Linked DNA regions of Mus musculus: regions 1, 2, 3 and 5 are each linked to region 4. A link is a contact called in public HiChIP or PLAC-seq, Micro-C and promoter capture Hi-C data. All regions are on one chromosome and are shown on one strand. Each heading gives the region's core, a stretch centred on a gene start, on an enhancer-like site or on the middle of the called end of the contact. The rest is flanking DNA. Distances are from core to core; before and after follow the strand shown. Region 1 overlaps Atp8b4 (ATPase, class I, type 8B, member 4). Region 2 overlaps Gm26697 (a long non-coding RNA gene). Region 3 holds the start of Slc27a2 (solute carrier family 27 (fatty acid transporter), member 2). Region 4 holds the start of Dtwd1 (DTW domain containing 1). Region 5 holds the start of Shc4 (SHC (Src homology 2 domain containing) family, member 4).

Region 1 (3,661 bases), core at 565-3,064, 280 kb before region 4:
AGACACGGAGGAGACACCAAGTGTCCTCTTCTATTCTTCTCTTTCTTCCCTTGAGACACGGTCTTTCACTGGACCCGAGCCTGCCGTCGTTCAGCGAGGCTGCTGGTGTGCACGTCTCAGTGGTCTGCAGCATTGGGACTACAGGGTACTTGGTCCGACCTGGATTCATGGCTGCTAGAGATCTGAACTCAGGTCCTCATGGTTGCAATGCCAGAATTCCTAGGCACTGTTCTTAGACTCTTGTTTTATTTTCAATCATTTTTTTAATTGAAAAATTTGATCACAAAAGCCAAGCAAAACAAAATGATATAACCAGTGCTTAGTGAATGATTTTTCAACATACCCTTGCTTGGTCTGAAATTTTAAAGTTTGAGTTAGTATGTTATCTGTAATCACACCCCCTTTCACTTATGACTTCATTGTGAGCTTTGACCCATGATACACTAGTTTTTAGAATTGGTATGTTGTTCTGAGAGTAAGGATAATGTGCATGACAGCCAAGACGAAGAGCTCTGCAGTCTAGAAAGTCCTGGGAGCTCCCAAAGCGATGCTCACAATCGCCCCACAAATGCATCTTTCCCTCTGTTATGGCTCTGGTATCCCAGCACTCACACACCTGGATGTTCTGAACAGCAGCAGACAAAACAGACATACCGAGCAAAGCATGTCTGAGAAACATTTCTGTTTCTCACAGATGTCATCCTAGAACCCAGGGGCCACCACAGCAGAGTACTAGTCTTGATCAGGGCGGTGGCATTTTTCTAGTCCCACAACTTAATCCTGGAGCATTTTCAAGGATGATGCCAACACTCTAGTCTCAGGCTCTTCAAGTGGGTTGTTGACACTCACCATGACCTCTGATGGCCTCTGCTGGATATAGGGGAGTCCCTTTCCCTTTTCCCTCACAGATTTGCATAGGCAATGAATTGATTAAGTTATGAGAGTGTTTTTTATAAGTTCTTAAGAAATTTCATGGCTGTGGATTGATACTATTCCTCAGTGTTTTCTTTTCTTCTTTAACTTAACGAACATTTACACCCAATGAACCCTGGAGACAATGTATTTGGCTCTGAGGCCTCAAAGATATCCAGTAGATTATTCTCAAGTTTCTTCGGATGGGAATACTGCCTTTAAGCTTCCACTGGGTATCTGCTCGGGTTTTTCTCTTGCCCAGGAAGGCTGGGGGAAAGGTGTTTGTGTTGGAGCATGCTGCATGCTGCTTCCTATGTGGAGTCATAGCTGAATCCTTCCACCAATAACTGATAAAAGAAAAGACTAGGGGATAATGGAAGGTGGCGTTGGCCTGGTCCAGCTAGGCATCTGGACAATCACACTTTCTCTCCCTGTTGTATGTCTCTGCTATGGCCTCTCGGTAGTTTGCTCACACTACTAGCCCACCACCTCTGACAAAAGCTTGACCAAGGACTAGCAAGGCTATTGCTATAATTCTTTGCCCGTTCCCTTTCAGGATTATTGCAGAGTGCCTTAGAAAGTCTAACTCTAACTGTGTGCTAGATGCCTTTCACAACTTACTCTGCTGGATGGACACCATCAATCTTGTTCTCCCACACACACTCTTTAATGATAACTAAAAAAAGCCTCCAAGGAAGATGTTAGCAGTAGGGAAGAGAAGAGGGTGTGAGTGAGGAGAGGAATGGTCAGCGATATCAAAGGTGACATGAGAGGGTTTAGGAAGAGGTAGGAGGGTAGGTTTCCAGGGAGACAGAGTAGGGAAAGTTAGACAGGAGGGTTAAGGTACTCCCGTGTTCCAGTCTAAGTTGGGTGAGTGCTGGTTAAGAGACCTTAGCCACTAGGTGGCAGTGGAACCTTAGTCGCTTGTCTGAGGTTGAGGTGGCTCTGCCCCTGGTTTACTGCAGAGGAAGCATTAAACACAGCCAGATTCAATATTGAACAGTGACATTGCATTACCATCTACACAGAGCTCTGAGGAAAAGCTACACCAGATACCAACAGGCATCTTTATCCATGCACCATAAAGAGTTCTAATTATGCATTATTACAATAAGGAATTTTAGCTTGTGTTTAAAGTTATCTTTCTATCCTTAAGATGATAGCCGTAGCTCCAAAGGGCATTCACCTTTACCGCTAGCATGCCGTCTGCCAGGACATGGTGAAACTGGAACATATGACCGGAGATCAAGGCGAATCTACCCCCCAGCACAGATTCTTTTTTTTTTTTTGGGTCAGGATTAGGTGAGCGTTAGTGTAAGAGTGGGCCCCAGATGGACATATTCTCTGAGGGGGTTTGCATGGAACACACCGAGGGGCTCACAAAGCAGTTTCTGCCTTGACTGGCTTCTGTGGTGATTCCTTCAGAGCTGAGAGAGTCACCAGGATGCAGGGGCGTTTGTTCCTCTGGGAGCTATCATGGAGCCTTCATTTAAACAACTCTCATTGTCCCCCCCGCCCCCCGTTTTTGATAATTTAAACAACCCAGACAATTAACTGAGTGGGTTGATTTTGAACTTAAAATCTAAGACTTGAAGATAAAGCCATTATAATGTCTTTCTAAATAAAAGATTTTAGAGACTTGGACTGTCAACCTTTCAGATACACGTAGAGGTTTGTTAGGCTAAAGTTTCATAAGTTGCTGAAACTTAGGTCAGTTCTTTTTAGATGAATCCTCCAGAATTACATTTATTTTTAAATAAGAATTTTAATTTGAGAAAAAAACAAAACCAGCCAGAATTCTAAAAGTGAACTGTGATGTATTTTCTTCCTCCCCCTTTTGACATCTTTAGATGTTTTATTCAGTAAAATGTAGCAGAATTTTGGATCTTATTTTAGTATTTTTTGGAGTCTAACTGGGACATATTACCTTCAAAACTTGGTTTTATAGCACTGGTCACCACTGCTCTTTTTTTGTTTTGTTTTGTTTTCCCAATATAACATTTCTATTGATTCCCTGGAAATTTCACATCACGCACACTGATCAAACTCATTTCTCAGTCCTTCCACCCTTATGATCTCCCTTCAGGGAGGTAAAATAAAAAAAGTAAAAATAAAAATGAATAGAACCCCCTTAAGCCCAATTTGCGTTATCTGTGAACTCACTGGAGCATGGTCAAACTGTGACACCTGCCTCTCAAATAGGACTGAGCCCTTCCCGGCCGCACTCACGCCAGCCGTCAGCTGTGGAGAGTTATGCTTCAATGTCACCATCCACTTGCAAGAGTTCATTTTGGTGGCTTCCTGTCTAGGAGATGGCTCAGTCATTAAAGCCTAGGCTCACAACCAAAACTGGGTTGAAGTCTTTTCTAAAGCGTCATTTTCCAGAGCACCCTCTGCGCTCTTTGAGTGGGCCCCACTTTCTCTTGTCTCTCTCGTGTTTTACTCTTTCCCATTGCTGTGTGGGCCCCGCTTTCTCTCGTGTTTTACTCTTCCATCGCTTCCTCATCTCTTCGCCTTGCGTCCATGTTGCTCTTGTTTACTTTCATTTCTTCTTTTCTTTGGTTTTCCTTCTGTTTTATCCGCGCGTTCTCACCCTCTTGACTCCTTTCCTGCTTTAAGCGGCTCAGACACCAGCACACAAGGAGGGTTAATTCGCTCATTTATTGGAAAATGATCTCTGTTTTTCATAAGAAATTATTAAATCCAGAAAAATAGAATTCATATATGACTTTCGAAACTGGCAACCCAG
Region 2 (3,236 bases), core at 698-3,197, 370 kb before region 4:
CTTGCCATAGAATGCTGAGAATGGGAAAAGCGGTCTTCCACAGGGAAGAGCACACCAATTGTTATTCAATCAAAGGAAAACATACATACTAGTAGCATTATACAGACTGAGCAGGGTGTAGTTAGGTATTTAGGAGTATACATGTATATTACATGTATATACACATATGCAACAATGTGTAGCAACAATGAATGATAAAAGAGGCCATGGATTTGAATGAGAGCAAGAGGGATGTATGGGGGCGGAGCTAGAGGCGGGAAGGGAAAGGGGGAAGTAATGTAGTTATACTATAATCTCTAAAAAGGGAAACAATTAAAATTATAAGTTGCTATAGGGAAAAATAGGCTAGGGATCTAAACAGAGTTTTTCCAAAGAAAATATAAAGATCACTAAGAAGGACCTCAAAAAATGTTGAACACCTTTAGCAATTAGGGAATTTCAAACTCAAACAACTTTGAGATTTTATCTCACCCCAGATAGCACAACTGACAGGAAATGCTGCCCAGGTGAGGGGAAGAGGACCTGGCATTCACTGTTGTGCAAACACAAACACAAACACAAACACTCTGAAAGTCAGTATGGAGAATCCTAAAAAAAATGAAAAACAAATCTGTTGTGGGAAATACTTAAAAAAAAAAACAACCAAACAACCAAACGGCCCATCTTGAGCTATACCCAGCTACTCTCTGCCTGCGGTCTCTCTGCCTCTAGGCTAGCCCCATGGGGCAGTCTGGTCTTCCCAGCTCCAGTTCTGGTTCAGTTCACTTACCTCAGAACTGCTTGTACCTTCTCAGCCATCCACCCCCTGCAGCTAGTTGTCACAAGTCCCCTTAACCCAGTAAATCAAAACTCTATGTCCTCATAATTAATCAGTCAGCTTTATATATATCAATAAATTCTCAATCCACAAGATGCCCACACAATAATTTCAGAGACAATTGATAATGATACAAGCTGCCCCCCTAGATTAGACAAGTTATCCCAATTATTCTACCCTTTTATGATACTCATAGCTACCTGTGGCTGTTTAAAGCTACGCGGAATCTGGATTGTCTTCCTCTCCCTCCATCTTCCTTCCTTTTCATACCTGTCCCCTTTCTGTTGCTAAAAATCCTTACCTGCCTTCTTTTTCCACTGCCCAATCACAGGCTTCTTGTTGTATATTTAAATTAATTGGGGGAAAATTCTGCTATGCAAATCTACTGTATGACCAGTATATGCCCAAAGGATTCAGCATGCTAGTCCACAGACACTTGCTTAGCCATGTTCACTGCTGCTCTGTGCACACTAGCTGGAGGATGGGAACAATCTGCATGCCTGTCGTCATGGATGGGAGTGAAAATGTGGTAACATACACAATGGTATACTATTCCTTCTACAGAAAAAGGAAATCTTGAAACTTGCCGCAGACCCTCTGGGTCTCTTTGCCTGCGTGGATCCTCTGGGGCAGGTGGGCAAAGCATCAGAGAGTGACAGACAGACCAACACTTGAGATTGTGTAGAATCTGAATGTATTGTGTCAGGTCGAGCATTAAACTTTTTATACCAAAGAAATAACAAGAAACCAGGCAAAATACAATCCACCAACTTACAGTGACGCAATACTAAAGGAATGTATACATCAAAAGAAGGTGGGGACCAGGCTGCTGTCGCAAAAGAAGGAAGCCAGGTGTAAACTAGTCTATTGTTAATCCCACCACCAGGGGTTCTGCACTAACAGACCTTATCATGAATATTGCAATACCCCAACACCCTATTTCCTGGGTCTACAGAAGAATATGCCAACTTGCTTTTAATGTGAAACTCACTATACCTAGCTGTAGAGAAGATCTCTGTCTCAGTGGGATTCCCTAGCTCTATTATTCCCTTGTTTGGGTGACAATTGCTACTGTCCTTGGTAAATATTTTGCAGACCAGTTCTGAGCTACTGGCTCTGTCTTTTGTAATGCTTAATTAGTAACTGAATAGGTAACTTCCTTTCTGGACCTTGGAACAATGGGGAGACGTAACTATAACAGAATTTAATCTTAAAAGGCATTTATAATAAAATATTAAAAGAGAGCTCATAGATCCATACACCAGACAACGTGGGAATAGGGTATGAGTATGTGGGTAAATGATAATGCCAAAACTCCAGGAGGTGAGTTTCTGTGAAACTCTTTGCCTCTTGAGTGGCTTTTAGGCTTCTCAGCCTGTCAAGCGGACTTCACTGGAGTGTGTGTGTGGCAGAAACTTTCAGGTAAATGGACAGACCCAGAAAAGACTATATTGACCCAGAAAGTCACATGTTCCCACTCTCCCGTGCTCCCAGTCCTCAGACATGAATGCAACACAGAATAATCACAGAGACTGGGGAAGTATAAAGGGAGCGCGTGGGAGTATGAGGGACAACAGACTATAGGGGATATGAAGGGGATATGGAAAATCGGGACAGGGGTGCCAATGGGGGCCACTACAGAAGAAGGAGGAGGAAAAGGCGGCATGCTTTACGCTGTAGTTGTTTGATAACGCCCCAAGGACTCATATTTTTTTATGTGCACCTAAATCATAGATATTTAAATGAAGTTATGCTACTTGGGTTGACAGTGTTCATCACAAGAACCATAGAATAACAACCCCCTCCCCCGTACCCTCTTTTAAGATATGCACAGGACTCCCAAAACAATACAGATTATCAGTGATGCCTCCAGGGCCTGAGGGTAGGCCTTTACTGCTGAAGACGTTAGTTACATCCGTAGGACATAGGACAAGCATGCTTTGAGCTGGATCTAACTGAAAGCCTCCTTCCTGTAACCTGGCTTGCATAGCACCAGAAGTTCTTTTGTGAGCGGCCAAGGGAAGGAAACAATTAGTCCTACCACCCCGCCGTGATGATGCGGAAGGAGCCTGGAAAATAGCCAGCATGACAAGCTAGGTATAAGGGAGCAATAAGGGCACTCACACGTTGGTGGCAACCAACAGCTGCCTAATAGGACTTTATGCCGACTTGACAGGAAGGAAATCATGTCTGGTACTGGAACTAGGCCAGGTTCCTGGGGCTAGTGAGGTCACGGACTTTAGAAGAGAATCTAGTACCACCAGTTTACTAGACCAGCATAATTCCTAACTATGTTTTAAATGTTATCTTTGTGCCCACAGATAAGCGCCTTCCAATCCTATTCAAAGAAGCTTCTCTTTACACCAATGCGGACCGTTACAGAGCACCACAGCTGGACATAAGAGGGAGACAATGGTTC
Region 3 (3,513 bases), core at 106-2,605, 400 kb before region 4:
AGAGTTGGATCCTCTCATCTTCTGTATGGTTACTAATGTCTTTTTACTTTTTCCTGGTCCGGTCTCTCCTTACTGACTGTGAGAAGCAGCAAGGGTGTTGTTCAGACACTAACTGCTGGGAGCTGAGGAAAAGAGAGGACGGGGACAGGGAAGCGACTTTCCCATGACTGTAAGTCTACCAAAGCTAGGGGCTGGATCCACTGCGGTTCTCATCCAAGGCCCTCTGAATTTTAATGTAAATGTGTTAAGTTCTGATTGGAGGAATGGATTTAGAAGTGGATCCCTTTGGACAGCCCCAAGTCTTCCTTAGACACTGCACGTGAAGCTTTGGATTTCTGGGCTGCACATAGAAATCCCATGATATGAGTTGTGAAGATTAAAAACAACATTGTGCATATACAGCGGTCCCCTGGGTTAACATTGAGGGTGGGTGGGAACTGCCTCGCACATAACATGGATACACACTTCTTCTTGCCATCTCTAAACAACACAGGTAAGAATGAGTGGTTTAGTATTCAACACCGTGTTAGGTATCATACGCAATCTGGACTCCGCATTGGAGGACTGAAGCGCTTCGAAAGACAGGCCACTTTACATCTAGGAATTATAAGGATTGTTAATCAGCGTCGTACACCTGGAATTGACCTCTTTTCCTGCTTCCCGGCCCCACACCACACTGCAACCCCGAAACCAAGTGCCTCTATCCTCCCACCTCCAGGGTTAGGGCCGGCGGTTTTGCAGCTCACCTGGGGAGGCCAGCAGCACCTTCGCCCCGCAGCATTGAAAGCAGTGCAGCAGAGACTTGGCACGAATGTTGTAGTTGAGGCACGCCATGGGACAGCCCAGTTTGAGCAGTCCCAGCCAGATCCACACGTAGGCCGGCTCATTGCCCATGAAGAGGGCTACGCAATCCCCCTGTCGTAGGCCCAGTTGATCGTGCAGCGCCCGCGCCACTTGGTTGCTGCGCCGGTCCACCTGGGCGTAGGTGAGCGTCTCGTCTCGGAACAGCAGGAAGGGCTTGTGTGGGGTCTTGCGCGCTTGTTCCAGGAAGGCCCGCAGGATGGTACGCACGGGTCGCCGCTGCCGGTAGCTGCGCACCCGCCGGGCCATGTTGGCCAGCCGCAGGAAGTACCGCACATCTTGGAGGAGGTAGGGGCAGCAGCAGGTGAGCAGCAGAGGCAGCAGCAGCAGCCCCGCCAGGCCGGTGTAGAGCACTGGCAGCATGGCGGTAGCTGCGGGGTCCCCGGTCCCCGCCGGGGCCGAGGGAGTGCTCGAGGCGTGCAGCGCGGCGGCAGGCGGGAGAGGAGCAGAGCAGGAGCTGGCGACTGGGCTCGGCCTCCGGACGCGCTGCGACTGCGGGTGGCGGCTCGGCTGCAGGTGCCTGTGGCGCGCTGTGCGGGCGGGACGGCCGTGGGTCCCGCCCCCTCGTGGGGCTCCTCGTGCGCTCAGGGGGCCGCTCCTGTCAGCCTGGGTGGCCCAGGATGCCACAGCACTTGTGTTCAGTGTCTGGGGTCAGATGAGATCTAGTTCTCCGCAAACAACGCTTAGCGCAAACAGCCCACGTTGAAAAGGTCAAAGGCGTGGTGCTGTGGTTAGTTATTCTTATCACACAGCGCAGTGCCTTTGCTTAATCAAGTACCTTATAAACGCACCGCAGCCTTATTATTAATAGCGGGCACCAGGTGCCACAGCCAACTCAGAGTCCCACCTCCACTCCTTGGTCCCAGAGGCTTTCCGCTAGATCTCTCTTTGTTTCTAACGTTTGCTTCTCTGCTCAGGCAGTCTCCTGTGGGGAAGGTTTCAAGGTTGAACAAAAGCGCCAGAGGTGGTCGCATTCAGCTGCACCTGCCAGCCCCTCTTGTGAGCTTCGCCTGTTTCGGGAACTCCGGAACTCGAGCAATGGGGTCCTGTTAATTTGTTTTGAGATTTTGTTCTGTTACGCGAGCCACTTTCCAACATCGACGGTATTGTGGACTCAGTTCGACATTTACCAAAACACACAAAGCAAACAAAGTAAATAATGGCATATCTCAAAAGTCATTTCTTCAAGAAGTTTGATCTATGTATTAATGCCCCTAGGTAGTGGTACTGTACAAGGTTAGCATGCTTGCTACCAAGTAAAGTAAAGATGTGCTTCGTTGTCACAGTCTTCTGTCTCATGCTCATTCATATTATTGTTGTAAGATAACTTGTCTTGAACCGTCAGAGGTCTTCTCAGATGATCCTTTCATGCTTGTTCACTGAGGAGAAAGGGAAGTTTAGGTGATTCTTTGTCATGTCCACTGCAGCTGTGGTTTCCTGTGTAAACCCTGGAAGGGGCTAAGGAGGGAAGGAGAGTCAGTTTTCTTTAGCGATGTGGTCCCTAGAAGGTCGACCTTGCTCTAGTGGATGGCCCTACGGCCCAACTGTACACACACACACACACACACACACACACACACACACACAGATAAGTGTATATACTGTACAAATTGAATTGAGATCTATTGGAAAAAGGAAGAGGGCATCAAGGAGAGGTGATAGGGTCTGGAAGAGAGATCGGATCTGGAAATATTTAGGGGTAAATATGATCAAATACATTGTATGTATGTGTGAAGTTCTCAAAGAATTAATAAAAATATTATGCTTAAAGAATATCTAGTAATATGTGAGATATGAAAGAGGAACCAGTTTGGTCCCAGGTCATTAACCACTCTCTCAGCACTGTGAGTCACAGTGTCATTTTGTCCTCTTATTTTCTGGGTGTCTGTCCATATTTTCTTTTTATTTCCACTACTAAAAAATGTCTCTCATAGCCTTCTGACCTCTTTTAGATTCTCGGGACCACGTCAAGCAGCCCTTTCCTGTGTCAAGACTGTCTTTCTACTGTTGGTCTAGTTTTCATCCAGCGAATGGTTACATCAGTTCCCGGAGGGGGAGGGGGTAGAGGGCTTTCATCATCCCGGAGGAGAAGGCAATAGTATTGACCACAGCATGGTTAATGAACCATTGTGGTGTGTATGTTTTTTTCCCCTCTGTGATGCTCAGGGCCAGCTCTTTTTTCCTATCCCATCTCTTTAAAAGAAGTTATTTATTATTCCAGTGTCTCTGTGTGTGTGTAAACGTGTGTGTGTGCTCGTGTGAATATGCTTGTATGGCACGGCATGCGTGTGGTGGTCATTGGACTACTTGTGTAGAGTTGGTTTTTCTCCCTCCACCTTTATGTAGGATTGGGGGACCCAGCTCGGGTCACCAAGCTTTCAAGCGTCTTTACCTGCTGAGCCATCTTGCCAGTCCTTCCATTCCATTTCAGTGTAGCCTTCTGACCAAGAATCTTCCTCAAGCTCTCTACCCAGAAAGCTCAGTCACCACAGATGTCCTCCCTCTCCTTCTTCCTGTCCCTCAGGTTAACTTTGCACTCGGGCAGTCTTTCAGTGGCGGGTGAAAGCAAACGAGGCCCTAGGGGCTCAATTAGAAACGGGAATTAGGCAGGAACTGGTAAATCCAGCCATTAGATAGGCTTCAAATGGCTTA
Region 4 (3,382 bases), core at 511-3,010:
TTTCCTTTCACTCGGTTAGCAAGTAAGCCTATAAAACCCTCTCTAAAACCCCATCAGGACTTCCGGTAGCTTCTGGACAGTTGATGATGCAAGGGCATCCGCTCACTGTAAGGAAGCCCACCTCGGCTGCACAGGGAGGAAGCACCTGTGCTCTAGTCCCTTACCTACTCCACCTGCCTGTATGTTTAAATCTGTTAAAATCGCCTTTATAATAACCATCAAATGCAAGCATAGTGTCCCCTGAGATCTGTGGGCCACACAAGCAAATCAAATGCATTTGAAGAGGGGATGAAGGACTCTCAGCTTGTAGCTAGTTGGAAGGGAATTCTGATGGTTCAGTGTGTGACTTGGAAGAGGCTGGGACAATTTTGTGACTGAATTGTCAGCCTGTGGATTCTGACATTGTCTCCAGTAGTATATAATAACAATCAATGACAACAAGGACATAGATGCATGTAAGTATACCTATACTTAACATCAAATACGTGCAGGGCGATGCAGCTGGAGTTGGGTGGGGGAGAGTTGTAAAGAATTAGAAAACAAGGGCGGTTCCTAGGGCAAATAACTAGCATCCTGATGGTCTACTCTGCAAATTGGGCTGAAAAACTTTTTTTTCCACTCAATTTCTCTAAAAATAATGATACTTATGCAGTTTCATCCTGTCTGCTTTGCACATAACATCTATTTTTAGGCTCAAAGTCAGATTCTAACTCAGTTATAAACTCACACAAAGACAATCTTTTACACTTCTGACTACTTATCCCTGGGTCCACATATTTGATATGGACAAACATATTCATTTGGAGGCACTTTTCAATGAGGCAAAAGTACAACTCTTTCCGATTTACCTATTCTTGATTTTTTTTAGATAGATTCAAATACTTATCAACTAAATTGAAACCACTCTGTAGAAGGCATCCAGGACTTATCTTTCTACTCAACTTTGGGGCACTACACAGATCGGCGGAACAAGGCTACTTTTTCCAACACACTAAGCTGATTTGCCTCCCAAGGGAATATTCTTTAAATTTCTCCTATTTTGAATTGTGGACAAATTCAGGACCAGATAAGACTGTTTTCAATATTTGCTTGTGAAGTACTAAGAACTGATCGTATAATTTGATGAGGTACAATATCCCTCTCGCCCCCCCCCCCCTTTTTTTTAAACATCCAAGATACCACCGCCATTTTTTAAACACAGAACTTGACTCCCTTCCCACAGAACACATTATATGACAGGCGAAATGTCTTGGAAATTTTTGCATTTGGAGTTCAATCATAAACAGCCCTGAAATGCTGCAATCTTGGGCTCTTCATCCTTACCCAACCTCGTGGAACTAGCAACGCAAAGTGTTACTATACTTGTCTCACATTCCCAAGAAATAGACACACAAGAAACGCGTCTGCTTATCGGCTGACGGTAACAGCACACATCTGGTTTCCTTTTCCCGCGACCATGCCGAAACCACGCCAAAGCCTGAATTACAGATCGGTGCTCACAGGGAGCTGGCCTTGCCAGGAGTGAGCAACGCCGACTCGGGAAGCCTAATAAGGCTTCATTTAGGCCCCAGACCACTCAAGTCTTGCCCCCACGGGCACGCCACACGCAGCACTAGCCCGCAGTGAGACCTCCGCTGGGCCTGGCCGGCGTCCGGCCCGAGCCACCCGACCCGAGGGGATGCCGACCTGCACCACGCTCAACTCTCGGTCCGTACCGCCTCCGCTCCACGCGCTCCCCCCCGGAGCGCTTTCCGCAGAACACCGGAGGGCGGGGCCTGGCGGTTGCCAGGGCCACGGGGAAGCTGACCACGGCGCATGCTCAGAGGGAGAATCCCGTGGGCGAGCAGGAGGAACTGGTTCGGAAGTCCCGCCTTCGCTTCCCGGGTGACCTGTTCCAAAGGAACCGTCAGCTTCCTGCTGTGCCGCCCGTTGTGGGCCCCCAGCGCAACTGGGGACGTGTTCCGGAACAGCCTTTTCGAAAGTAGTTTCTGTGAGTTAGTGAGGAGCTAGTAACACCGCTTTACCTCCCCAAATACTATATTTACGAGATCTCAGACTTGTAGCTTTAGGTGGTTGGTAGTTCAAGCTTGATAGACTTCTTAGGAAAACCGTTTATGCATTTTGTGCTTTGCTTACAACACGCAGAGTTGACACCTACTGTATTTTTCTTTTATTTTTTTTTAAAGTCTAATATATGTGGATAAGTGATTAAATTATTTTTCTATGCTCCACCTCAAAGAAACCTAAACAATAGTTGTTAAATTAGAAACAAAACTGTCATATATCAAGCAATTTGTTTAATGAGTGGAGAATTATGAAATTAACCAATGGGAGAAAAAGAACAGCCTTGTGTGTAATCACGAATGACAAGCCAGGACACTGATATTTACCACACCAGAATTTATATAAAAGTTTTAACAGAAAAATAGACAATGGTTAACATGAATTCCCAGGATCACACCTGTAAGTAGGAGAAAGGCCCATTTCCAGCCTGGTCATGAGTGGTAGCTTCTACTTGAATAGGAGAGACAGAGACAGACAGACAGAGAGACACAGAGAGGAAGAAGAAGAAGAAGGAGGAGGAGGAGGAGGAGGAGGAGGAGGAGAGAGAGAGAGAGAAGAGGAGAGGAAGAGAAGAGAAGGGAAGGGAAGGGGAAGGAAGAAGGGGAAGGGAAGGGAAGAGAGAGGAGGAGAGGGGAGGGGAGAGGAGAGGAGAGGGGAGGGGAGGGGAGGGGAGAGGAGAGGAGGAGAGGAGAATCCCTTCTGTCACTCTTAGCAGACTGAATAGGTCCCTTAATGTTTTGGAGACCTCAACTCGAGCCAAACTGGTATTCCTGATTTGGATACAGAAAAGGAATTTCAGAACTAGTGAGAGTGAGGTAGAAATTAGACCATGGATATTTGAATTTAGACTTTAAGCAAAAATGTTTTAATAAAGAGAGGCATGCAGAACAAAAGTCATTCTAAATGTCAGCCAGTCCACTATACCTTCACTTATCAAAACAGAAAAAGAAGTTACTAACCTTTTGAGACGCAATGTGAGAGCCACCAGAATGGTATTCATATATGTTGAATGCTAAAACAGTTGAGAGTCTACTTTGAGACCCACATTGACATGTCTACCTGCCTTAGGAATTAAGCTTTAGTTATTTGTGCACAACATCACAGTTAGGCATCAAACAGTGAGGGCCTGAACATCAGAAAATGGGATATTTGACTTTTAATTGTTAGCCCTTTCAATTTTTGGCTTTGTTATTGTCATCTTTACACCTTGCCCTGGAAGTGCTTACATGTTAAGTATGGGTAGTACAGGAAACATTATGACAAATTTTAGGAACCTCAAAAGAGGCTGGGGGAGTCCATGAAGCCAAATCCTGATGAG
Region 5 (3,226 bases), core at 346-2,845, 430 kb after region 4:
TTATTATTTTAAAAGTATAGGTGTGTGCCGTTTTTAAGTGTGTGTGTGTGTGTGTGTGTGTGTGTGTGTGTGTGTGTGTGTGTGTGTGTGTTTGCAGGTGGCCATGGAGTCCAGAAGAGGAGATCAGATCCTCAGGAGCCAGAGGTACTGTGAGCTACCTGACACAAACCCTTTCAGGTCCTCTGCAAGAGCAGTACACGTTTTTAACTACTGAGCCATCTCTCCAGCAACCTTTTAAAAAATGCTGCCCAGGATGCTTCGGAGATGCAGGTACTCTCCCGGAGCATTGTGGGGATGTTTTACAGGGACTGTAGCTATTTCATATGCTCCCACACGTCATTCATTAGCTGCCACTCACAGACAAGGCCATTACCACTCACAGGAACTTCTCTCAAGGTAGTGGGATGTTACTGTGGCATGGCATACGGTAAGGTGGGACCCAGAGGAGAAGGCAGAGATGAAAGAGAAGCATGCGTAGCAGTAGAGGTACTAGCGGATTTTTTCAGTCTTACTCCCTCCTCCTCCCACCTTCCACTCCCCTGATCCTGTCTCCCTAGGTTCCGGGTATATGAGTTCTGATTTAGCCATTCCTTTCGTGTTTGCCAAATGTGGAGGTGCAAAAAGAAAGTCAGAAAGGAAGGTATAGGACGCCACAAAAGGCCTTCCCAGTGGATAGAAAAAGCTCACAAAGTTGTCAGGCAGGATACTAACAAGCCGTTCTGAGCCTAAGCACAAAAGCTTGGCGGCGGCGAGGCGCCTTTGTCTCCTAGTCACCTGCACTGGTTTCATTCAAACCTGTGTTTGGATGGCCCTGGAGTTCAGGCTAAGTCCTGAGCACTCGAGAGCCCGTGGTCAATGAGAAGGTGAGGTGGCCTTCTTCCCAGATTCTCTTGGCTGCTGCCTTAGTATTCGAAATCATGAATAGTCTCAGGTACTGGAGCCAAGGCTCACAGAGAAACGCAACCTCAGCTGCTTCCTCCCGGAGACTCTCACCCCACCCCCACCCCAAGGTCTCAGCAGTCCGCTCTTCTCAGCTCCTGAATGAACCTGCATTTCCTCTGCCCAGCTGGGGCTCAGGCTTCCTGTGGGCTCAGCCTTTACGGTTGTCTTCCCGGGGCCTTTGATGGGCTCAGGAAATTGTATCAGACAGAAGATGGGGCGGCAATCAATTAAAAAAAAAAAAAACGTTTCTAAGAAAAACGAATCTAGGCTTTGAACAAGAGTTGTTTGTGTAACATATGCCCTAATGTCCATGGAACAATATATCTAATTTCTAGCTCCTTTCTCGCCCCTCCCCATCTTAACAAGAAAGGAAATCGATTTTTAACCTTCTGATTCCCAGCATACTGACGATCCAGGAGCAAAGATTGCCTTTACTTTTAACCCATTCATCAGATATTACCCTCCCTTTTCTCTGCCCGGCTTCGTTTCTCCCGGCTACTAGTTAGTATATTCACGGTGCATGACTCATGAAGCTGCAGCCTGATTGGATGAAAACCAAATCGCACCCCCCACACCCCCACCCCCGCGCCGCCCCAAACGGGTCAGTCAATTACAGCTATTCTCGGCTCCATTCACAGATTTATTAGCTCTCACACAACGAGGGAAATTCATTCGGCAAAGTTCATTCATAAAAATTTCAACAGCCTGGGTATCGTCTGCTCAACTCAGCCTTTTGCTGTGCACAGGCTCCTCCTGAAAAAAGCCTGCAGGAGAGTACAGGAGGGAAGGGCGCCCTGAGAAGGGGTGGGCCGGCCGGGATCGGACCCGAGCCACACAGAGGATGCCCGGACCTCAAGCTGGAGGAACAATGCAGACCAGCGCCCGTCGCTAGGACTCCTGGCTGGTGGCCCAGAACCAAGATCCTCCGAGAGAGGGCAGCCGTCATAACCCCAGCCCATACAGAAGGGCCTTTGACTCTTATGCGCTTTTTTATTTTTCCCTTTGAAATGAACAGTCACGGGAACAAATAAAGGGTTAATGGGCTAGTCCCTGCCCCGCCCCGTGGGAGCTGGAGGGGAGCAGGTTTGAAAGTTCCTGTGCGCAGAGGAAAAGGGGGTAAATATTTCTGCTAAGACTAGAGGCGTGGTGGCACCCGCTGCCCCAGCCTGGGGGACGGGACTCCGGGGCGAAGACACCCCCGCTCCCACCCCACCCCACCCCCCGCGCTCCGGGGGCCTCTGCCAGGGCCTGGAAGGGCCGGCCTGCAATCAGAGCTGGGGAGGCGTCCTCCGGGACTGTCATCCTTGAGCAGTCTCGGACCCGGGCTGGTGACCGCCAGAGCAGGAGAGGTGACTGTGGCGTGGGTCTACCGGACTGCGAGGCACTTTAGGCTGCGGTGCCCAGTCTCAGCACTGCTAAGGCTATGCGAGAACGCAGCCAGGACAGCCAGGCAGGACTCACGCTGTATGTAGGACTCTTTGGGCACCTGGGGATGCTTCACAGGACCAAGTACAGCCGCTTTCGGAACGAGTCCATCACGTCTTTGGACGAAGGGAGCCCCGGAGGCTCCGTTGGAAACAAGGGCTCGTCGCCGCCTCCCTACCCAGCCCTGGCCCCTCACCTGCCGACTGAGGATGCCACTGTGTCCAGCCAGGAGAGCCCCACGGCGCTGTGCACCTTGATTCCCCGTATGGCAAGCATGAAGCTGGCCAACCCCATCACTTTTCTGGGTCTGAAAACCTTCTGCTTGGGTACGAAACAGGTGAGCCGGTTGAAGCTCCAAGAGAACCAGGATCAGACTCCAAGCCGTCCAGCGTCCCCAGAATCCAATCTAAACAGGACTGGACCTGCACCTGCACCGGATCCGGACCAGGTGGGACGCAGGCCCACCTCTTTGCGTCCTGATACTTGCCCACTGCCTGGCCCTGGAGAACCAAGCCCCAGGAGCAAGCAGGACGGGCCCCCTCTGCAGCACCTGTTGGGGAACGGTCTGAACTACTGTGTGCGGGTAAGTCCCTTAAGGCCTACTCCCTGAGCACTCACAGGAAGGGCAGCTGTGCTCTCTGCGGGGACTTCGATTTAACCTGGCTGGGCTCTAGATTACAAGACATACCGCTGGATCAACCGAAGGGAGAGTTGGCCTTAGAGATTTCCTACAGGGATCTGACACATGCCAGAGTCAGATCCACTTTGCTCCAAGGGTGTGAGCCATTGCTAACCCATAGGCAGCTGTTGGCTCAGACATAGCTTCTCATAGAGACAGATAAGATGGCAACTGAGACGT

What was found. Hi-C and Micro-C count contacts between places; a contact is called where the count stands out from the background. HiChIP or PLAC-seq counts read pairs in DNA pulled down with a chosen protein or histone mark. Capture Hi-C pulls out chosen DNA fragments and counts their contacts.
Region 1: an H3K27ac HiChIP or PLAC-seq map of the NIH/3T3 cell line shows a contact between it and region 4, with 4 times the contacts expected there. The contact joins the enhancer-like site here to the promoter of Dtwd1 in region 4. A contact is called at or near these places in 12 of 39 promoter capture datasets (the 3T3-L1 cell line, 3T3-L1-derived adipocytes, the HPC-7 cell line and 5 more), 14 of 484 Hi-C or Micro-C datasets (3T3-L1-derived adipocytes, the F1.1 cell line, adipose-derived mesenchymal stem cells and 6 more) and 4 of 115 datasets of contacts at active chromatin or transcription factors (the NIH/3T3 cell line, embryonic stem cells, fibro-adipogenic progenitors and 1 more).
Region 2: a contact with region 4 is called in a Micro-C map of embryonic stem cells, with 2.9 times the contacts expected there. The contact joins the enhancer-like site here to the promoter of Dtwd1 in region 4. A contact is called at or near these places in 9 of 39 promoter capture datasets (the 3T3-L1 cell line, 3T3-L1-derived adipocytes, the HPC-7 cell line and 4 more), 11 of 484 Hi-C or Micro-C datasets (LSK cells, cerebral cortex, embryonic stem cells and 2 more), 7 of 115 datasets of contacts at active chromatin or transcription factors (the NIH/3T3 cell line, acute myeloid leukemia, bone marrow-derived macrophages and 3 more) and 1 of 9 other capture datasets (embryonic stem cells).
Region 3: a contact with region 4 is called in a promoter capture Hi-C map of pancreatic islet. The contact joins the promoter of Slc27a2 here to the promoter of Dtwd1 in region 4. A contact is called at or near these places in 2 of 39 promoter capture datasets (liver and neural stem cells), 1 of 115 datasets of contacts at active chromatin or transcription factors (bone marrow-derived macrophages) and 1 of 9 other capture datasets (pancreatic islet).
Region 5: a Micro-C map of embryonic stem cells shows a contact between it and region 4, with 2.6 times the contacts expected there. The contact joins the promoter of Shc4 here to the promoter of Dtwd1 in region 4. A contact is called at or near these places in 1 of 39 promoter capture datasets (cranial neural crest) and 2 of 484 Hi-C or Micro-C datasets (LSK cells and embryonic stem cells).

Annotation. Positions count from the first base shown.
Region 1 is chr2:126,427,619-126,431,279 of GRCm38.p6, reverse strand. All of the region lies in intron 7 of Atp8b4 (ATPase, class I, type 8B, member 4), which reads left to right. Among named protein-coding and RNA genes, the nearest start is that of Atp8b4, 62 kb to the left of the region's middle. Within about 2 kb of position 1,814, at least 18 of the 459 cell types and tissues checked have an H3K27ac peak or open chromatin away from gene starts, as enhancers often do. A contact at or near this core is called in the NIH/3T3 cell line, where this site is marked.
Region 2 is chr2:126,521,997-126,525,232 of GRCm38.p6, reverse strand. It overlaps Gm26697 (a long non-coding RNA gene), which reads left to right. Exons shown (of 4, transcript XR_866700.3): 4 at 3,139-3,236. Among named protein-coding and RNA genes, the nearest start is that of Gm26697, 22 kb to the left of the region's middle. Within about 2 kb of position 1,947, at least 13 of the 459 cell types and tissues checked have an H3K27ac peak or open chromatin away from gene starts, as enhancers often do. A contact at or near this core is called in embryonic stem cells and liver, where this site is marked.
Region 3 is chr2:126,550,866-126,554,378 of GRCm38.p6, reverse strand. It overlaps Slc27a2 (solute carrier family 27 (fatty acid transporter), member 2), which reads right to left and starts at 1,355. Exons shown (of 10, transcript NM_011978.2): 1 at 747-1,355. The coding sequence starts at 1,224.
Region 4 is chr2:126,150,519-126,153,900 of GRCm38.p6, reverse strand. Dtwd1 (DTW domain containing 1) reads right to left here and starts at 1,760. Exons shown (of 5, transcript NM_026981.2): 1 at 1,687-1,760. It overlaps Fam227b (family with sequence similarity 227, member B), which reads left to right and starts at 1,897. Exons shown (of 17, transcript NM_029455.3): 1 at 1,897-1,990.
Region 5 is chr2:125,722,517-125,725,742 of GRCm38.p6, reverse strand. It overlaps Shc4 (SHC (Src homology 2 domain containing) family, member 4), which reads left to right and starts at 1,595. Exons shown (of 12, transcript NM_199022.2): 1 at 1,595-2,950. The coding sequence starts at 2,366.